Linked DNA regions of Rattus norvegicus: region 1 is linked to region 2. Evidence: chromatin contacts called from public Hi-C data. All regions are on one chromosome and are shown on one strand. The core of a region is the stretch at or near the end of the contact, and the rest is flanking DNA. Distances in the headings are between cores, read along the strand shown.

Region 1 (2,700 bases), core at 127-2,626, 140 kb after region 2:
TCCCTAGGAAGTCAATCTAAAGAGGGGGAGACAGCATACTGCTCAGATCTGTTGTAGTAAAATGGATGGGGAAAGATGAGCTTAAGAGCTAGTGGGGAGGAGTCTAGTGAGGGTTAGCCATGCTCACCTTTATCCCAAGATGGTGGTGGCTACTGCAGGAGGATATGCCAATTTACTAGTTAGAAAGAGCTCTCTGGCAATGACTACTAAGGTGCCTTAGAGTCGGGGCGGTACTGAGTGCTGGTGAAGACACAGTTTTACTGCAGTGTAGGAGAGAGGACAAAGGTGAACCAGGAAGCCAGATGGCTATCTTCTCCCAAGTTCCTCTTCGGCACAGCGTGGCTTCCTATAGCCTTGTGACTCCGAGCCAGGGAGTGTAATTGCCTCTAGGTTTGCTTCTTTTCCTCTCTGCATTCTTGGACCAAGGAGAGTTCCCAGTTACCACCTCCCTGTTCTGAGGTCTCTGGAGATAATAAGGCATGAGGATACAGCCTGTGGGCTGCTGATCATGAGCCAAGAAGCCCTACAGGCCCCTTGCTTTCTCGATTCCCCTTCTCTGGCCATAATCCTACCATGCAAAGAAATGTTTCAGATGCCTTCCATATTGTTTTGTAAGCTGCCAAAATCTAAACCTTCCTCTTCTACTCTCACCAAGCAGATCTTTACCGAATTAGCATGATCAGGGCAGGAAAGGACGAAGCCAGCGTCTACTTGTTCAGTTGTCTGTCCTCTCACTGTATAGCTGGGAGGAATTTGGAGTCGAGAGCAGTTTCCTGGAGGTGAATTGAAGCGTGCAGAGACCCTCGCAAGCTGTAGCACACTTCCCTTACTCCTCTACAACACGCCTCTGACTACTCTGTGTGGGTACAGACAAGGAGGTCGCAGGTTCATCGGGGCACAAATGATGTTACCACCTGACATGGTGCCAATTGTTCATAAAGTGAGCTGATTCCAGCAGGCACACAACCCAAGCTGGTACCATGCCCTCCTCATAGCATCTGCCAGGTGCCTGCAAGCTTTGTGCTGCCAAAGGTCACCAAGAAAGCAGCGTCCGGGGCTAGAGCTTCATGTGGCACTTGAAGGAGCTGCGTCTGAGAAGGGTTGGTACATGTGGGCAGAGTAGCAAGTCAGCGAGGACTGTGAGTCCCCGGCAGCACCTGTTCCCAGGGAGTAAATAATTCTTTGTCCTTGGGTCATGACTCCTGCCTGTCGCCGAGCAGGCATTCCTCGTGAGCTGCCAGCCTCACACCAACATGCTGCCGGTGTAAACTGTGCTTTGGAAAAAGAATCAAAGGTCCTGGTGGCTTTTACTCCCTGCTCAGCTCAATGTAGCTCTTGGACTCCTATTTCACAGCTGCTGCCCAGGCTCCATGGTGAGTCTACCAAGTATTTGGATCTGGCACCCCCTACCCTGCACTGACAGAAGTTGGGTGACACGGGCGGGCAGCCTGAGATTGCACTGGGCTGCAGTCCTGGGAGAACAGGTGTTGGCAGCTGCCACATCCCTTGCCCCCCTGCCTCCTCCTCCGCCCCCTCTGCTCTCCTGTCTGTTTACAGTGTGTTTTCCTGGGACAACATTTGAAGTATTCTAAATATGGACATCGTGGCTAGAGATGGAAAGTCAGCCTCATTGTGTGGATGGAGAATTCGTGAGTTTAAGACAGGGAGGACGAATTCTTGTATTTGGAAATGAGTACGGTTACTCTGTTTTGAAAGAACATCATCTACTAGCCGAGGTAATATTGTGATGGTTAAGAAAGCCAGTGCTGGGAGCACATAGGCCTGGGTGCGAATTGCAGTTTGGCTGCTGGCCTGCGGCAGGACCTTGGGTAAACTCTGTGTCCTTCTTTTCTGGGTTGGTCAAGTCCTTCAGATTTTTCTGATTCTGGGAAGCTCTCTACCTGGACTTATCTAGAAGGGACTGATGGCACTCAAGCATAGGGAGTTCTAACTGGCAGGCACCATTAGACCATTTTTCAAGATATGCACACTGCACACAGTGAGCACTTTCACCAGGGTGCCCCTTTTTGAGTGTCTAGAAGTCCTAGTTTCTCCCAGTGATCCTACTGAGCAAGAGACGGTCACAGCCCCTCTGCACCGTCGTTCCTGGGACTTTGCCCACTCCACCTCTTTTTCTCTCTCTCCCTGCCATAGGTTAGAAGGGAAATGCCCTCTCAGGCTCAGCTTGGCTAGTCAGTCCCTGAACTCTTTCGTCTCAAGCCATTCCACTTTCTGCCATTCTATCTTAAGAAATGCACAAGTCTTTCCTCTAGCTGCCCTGACTGCCAGCCCCTCCTCTTCACATCGATCTTAACAGCACCTTCTCCAGGGTTTGGACTACCCTCCTGCGGTCACTCTGTTGTTGTCATACCCTATCTACATACATTTTCTTCATATTTTTGTAATAATTTGACGCTAGCCCTGAGTCCTGTGAGCTCCCTTATCTCTGTCCTTCTACCTCTCCCAGAGACTTGCATAGCTCTTAAGGCAAACTTAATGCTCCATCAGTGTTTCCAGCCTGAATTCATGAAGGCCATGTGGTTGTCATCCACTTAGTAATGCTAATAGCTGTGATTATTTGAGTGTTCATGATGGATCAGACACTGTACATGGCTTTATTGATTCTCATAACAGTTTCATCAGTTCTGACAAGTGGCAGAGAGAAGCCTGAGGCTCAGAGAGGTTAAATAACCTTGTTGA
Region 2 (2,700 bases), core at 71-2,570:
GTTGCAGACCTCCTGAACCAGCTTTCTGAAGCGAGTGCCTCAGGTGTTCTTAGATACTCAGTAAAGTAAGGGCCTCACTGCCAGGGCCCAACAGTGCCTGCCCATTGGATTTATTATGGAGATTGGCTAATTCTCCTGGCTCCTTCTCAGAATCTCAGGGCACATGAGATGTTGCAATCATCTGTGTCCTCACAGTAGCCCCACCTAGGGTCTGGGGCAATTGTCCTGTTCTCCTTAACCTCTGCCTTCTTGCAAAGTCCCTCCATTCCGTACTTCTGCTCACACTGTTTGCGGGACCAACTATGAAAGTAAATCCCTGAATGGAGCCCAGTGCCTCCTTTTATGCAGTGAGGCTAATGGATGCATGCCATTCCTTTCTGCTAGCTTCCCCCTGGACTCTGCTGTTCAGGACACACTTCTCAGGGCGATGTATATAACAACATCTTAACAGTCACATAGCCTAAGCTGCAGGCCCACCATGTGGGGTCCTAGGCGATTTTATGTATTTGTTTGTTTGTTTTAAACCTGTGTACCATTTGCAAAAAAAGAAATAGAGTCAGGGCTCCTGACATTGCTAGAAAATTAAATGAAATGATGTGTGAATCTGATACAAACAGTACTCAACAATTGTTGACAGTTATCAGAATTTAACATTTTAATTTACTATCTTTGTCATTGTTTGGAAATGTGCCTTGGTGTCACATGCCTTTAATCCAGGTACTTGGAAGCAGAAGCAGGCAGATCTCTGAGATTGAGGCCAGACTAGACTGGTCTACAGAGTGAATTCTAGCACAGCCAGGGCTACACAGAGAAACCCCTGTCTGGAAAAAAAAATAAAACAAAACAACAAAAAAGCAAATTAAAATAAGCCAAAGAAAGATGTCAGATAAAACCGTCACAGGTGAGCTCTGCTGAGTCTTTGAGAGAGATGTCATCTTTTCTGTTTGTCTGATGCTGAACTAGGTAAATGCCTCTCAGAGACATACAAAATGTGTGTTCCTGGTCTGCAGACCTTCCTTACGGCTTCTCCTTTGCCTCTCTATTAACCATCAGTGTGATGGATGGCAGGAGCTAGGTAGCATGTGCAACTTGGCCACAGGCTTGGATTCTCCTGGTCTTACAGTCCATAACCTCAGCTGGGGAAAAGAGTGTTAAGAGCTGGTCTTCCTCCATGGTAGTGTGGGAGTCTAAGGTGGCCAGCAATGATGGCAGAGCAGTAATAGAAATCAGAGCTAATCTGTAAACGATTAACAGCAGGTTAATAATTCTGTGTGACTCATGCTTCAGTTACAGCCAACAGAAAGCACCCTGCAGTTTTAGTAGAAATGGTCTTAAGGCAGACTGTGATGCCTGTGTAATCATTGAAAGAGAAGAGGCTCTCACTAGAGTCCTAAGAAAGGACTGTAAACCACTACAAAATTGAGCCAGGGTTCAATGCCCAGTGTAGAACCAGAAGGCCACCATCCCATGTGGGCTCTCTCTGATTGATGACTAGACTCTGAGATGCCATGCCCCCAACGCCCCAAACAGCATCCTGCCTTCCACCCTTCTTGTCTACAAAAAATTCCTGTCACCCCCATGTGACAGACAATTTCTAAATGCTTTGACAACTGTTCTGGTGGCAACAGACCGTAGGTGTGGTCATTTGCTATGAATACTATCCAGTTCCCACAGGCCAGGGGCTTAAGCAACAACAGTTTTGGTTTGGGTTTTTTTCCTCATTTCTGGAGATGAGAAATGTGAGCTCTAAGTGTTGGCCTCCTTGTCTCCCTTTGAGAACCTCTAAGCCCAAATCTCCCTTTCTTATAAACTATCTTTTTGGTTAAGGGCTACTTGCATGATCTCATTTTAACCCAGTTACCTCTTAAAAGATCCTGTCTTCAAATACAGCCATATTCTGCTGGGCTAGGTTTAGACCTTCAGTATGAATTTGGGTGCGGAACACAATCCCTCCCATAAGTGTTGGGACAGATTGTTTATTGCTGCCTATCCCTACAGTTCAGTGACATATACCAAGAAGAGGGCAGACCTCGGCCAAGCACCTGGAACTACAGTAAGAACTAAAGAGTGTGGTGCACACCGCAGATAAGAGTACAGGTGCGGAGCACTCTAAAAAGATTTCTTTGTATTAACCTACTTGCTTTCCCCAGTGGTAGTGATTGAATCCAAGGCCTCGATTACAGTAAGCATTCCTAGCACTAAATCATACCTACGTACATGCTCATTTTATCTGATACTTTTAACAGTCCTTTAAATAGGAAAGTACTGTTCCCCATCTTATAAAAGACCTTTGCTGGGAAGGGCAAGAATGAGTTCTCGCTATCCTGCATGTCCAGGGCACACAGAGCAGCATCAAAACTAGCAGATATCAGAGAGCAGCTACCAGTCAGATCTAGCTAAGGAATTTTTAGTTTTTCTAGACTTAGCCCTTCTACAGTGAAACTTCTATTTTTCTATTTATTTTTATTTGTTTGTTGTTTGTTTATTGAGACAGTCTCACTGTGTACCCTTGGCTGCCTTGAGTGTGTACCTCTGCCTCCTGTGAGCTGGGATTAAAGGCCTGTACCTTATCCTGTGAGCTGGGATTAAAGGCCTGTACCTTATCCAGCTGAGATCTCTGTTTTCCAAAGGGTGATAGTCAATTTGATGCTAAGCACACTGTGGGCTACATGGGGCCCAGTCTAACCATTACATTAGCCT

What was found. Hi-C and Micro-C count contacts between places; a contact is called where the count stands out from the background.
Region 1: a Hi-C map of liver shows a contact between it and region 2, with 1.9 times the contacts expected there. The contact joins two enhancer-like sites. A contact is called at or near these places in 2 of 12 Hi-C or Micro-C datasets (liver and mammary epithelial cells).

Annotation. Positions count from the first base shown.
Region 1 is chr4:97,589,750-97,592,449 of GRCr8, forward strand. No RefSeq gene overlaps it. Among named protein-coding and RNA genes, the nearest start is that of Gadd45a, 100 kb to the left of the region's middle. Within about 2 kb of position 1,377, at least 20 of the 93 cell types and tissues checked have an H3K27ac peak or open chromatin away from gene starts, as enhancers often do. A contact at or near this core is called in liver, where this site is marked.
Region 2 is chr4:97,451,546-97,454,245 of GRCr8, forward strand. The region is part of intron 2 of Gng12 (G protein subunit gamma 12); the gene reads left to right. Among named protein-coding and RNA genes, the nearest start is that of Gadd45a, 34 kb to the right of the region's middle. Within about 2 kb of position 1,321, at least 7 of the 93 cell types and tissues checked have an H3K27ac peak or open chromatin away from gene starts, as enhancers often do. A contact at or near this core is called in liver, where this site is marked.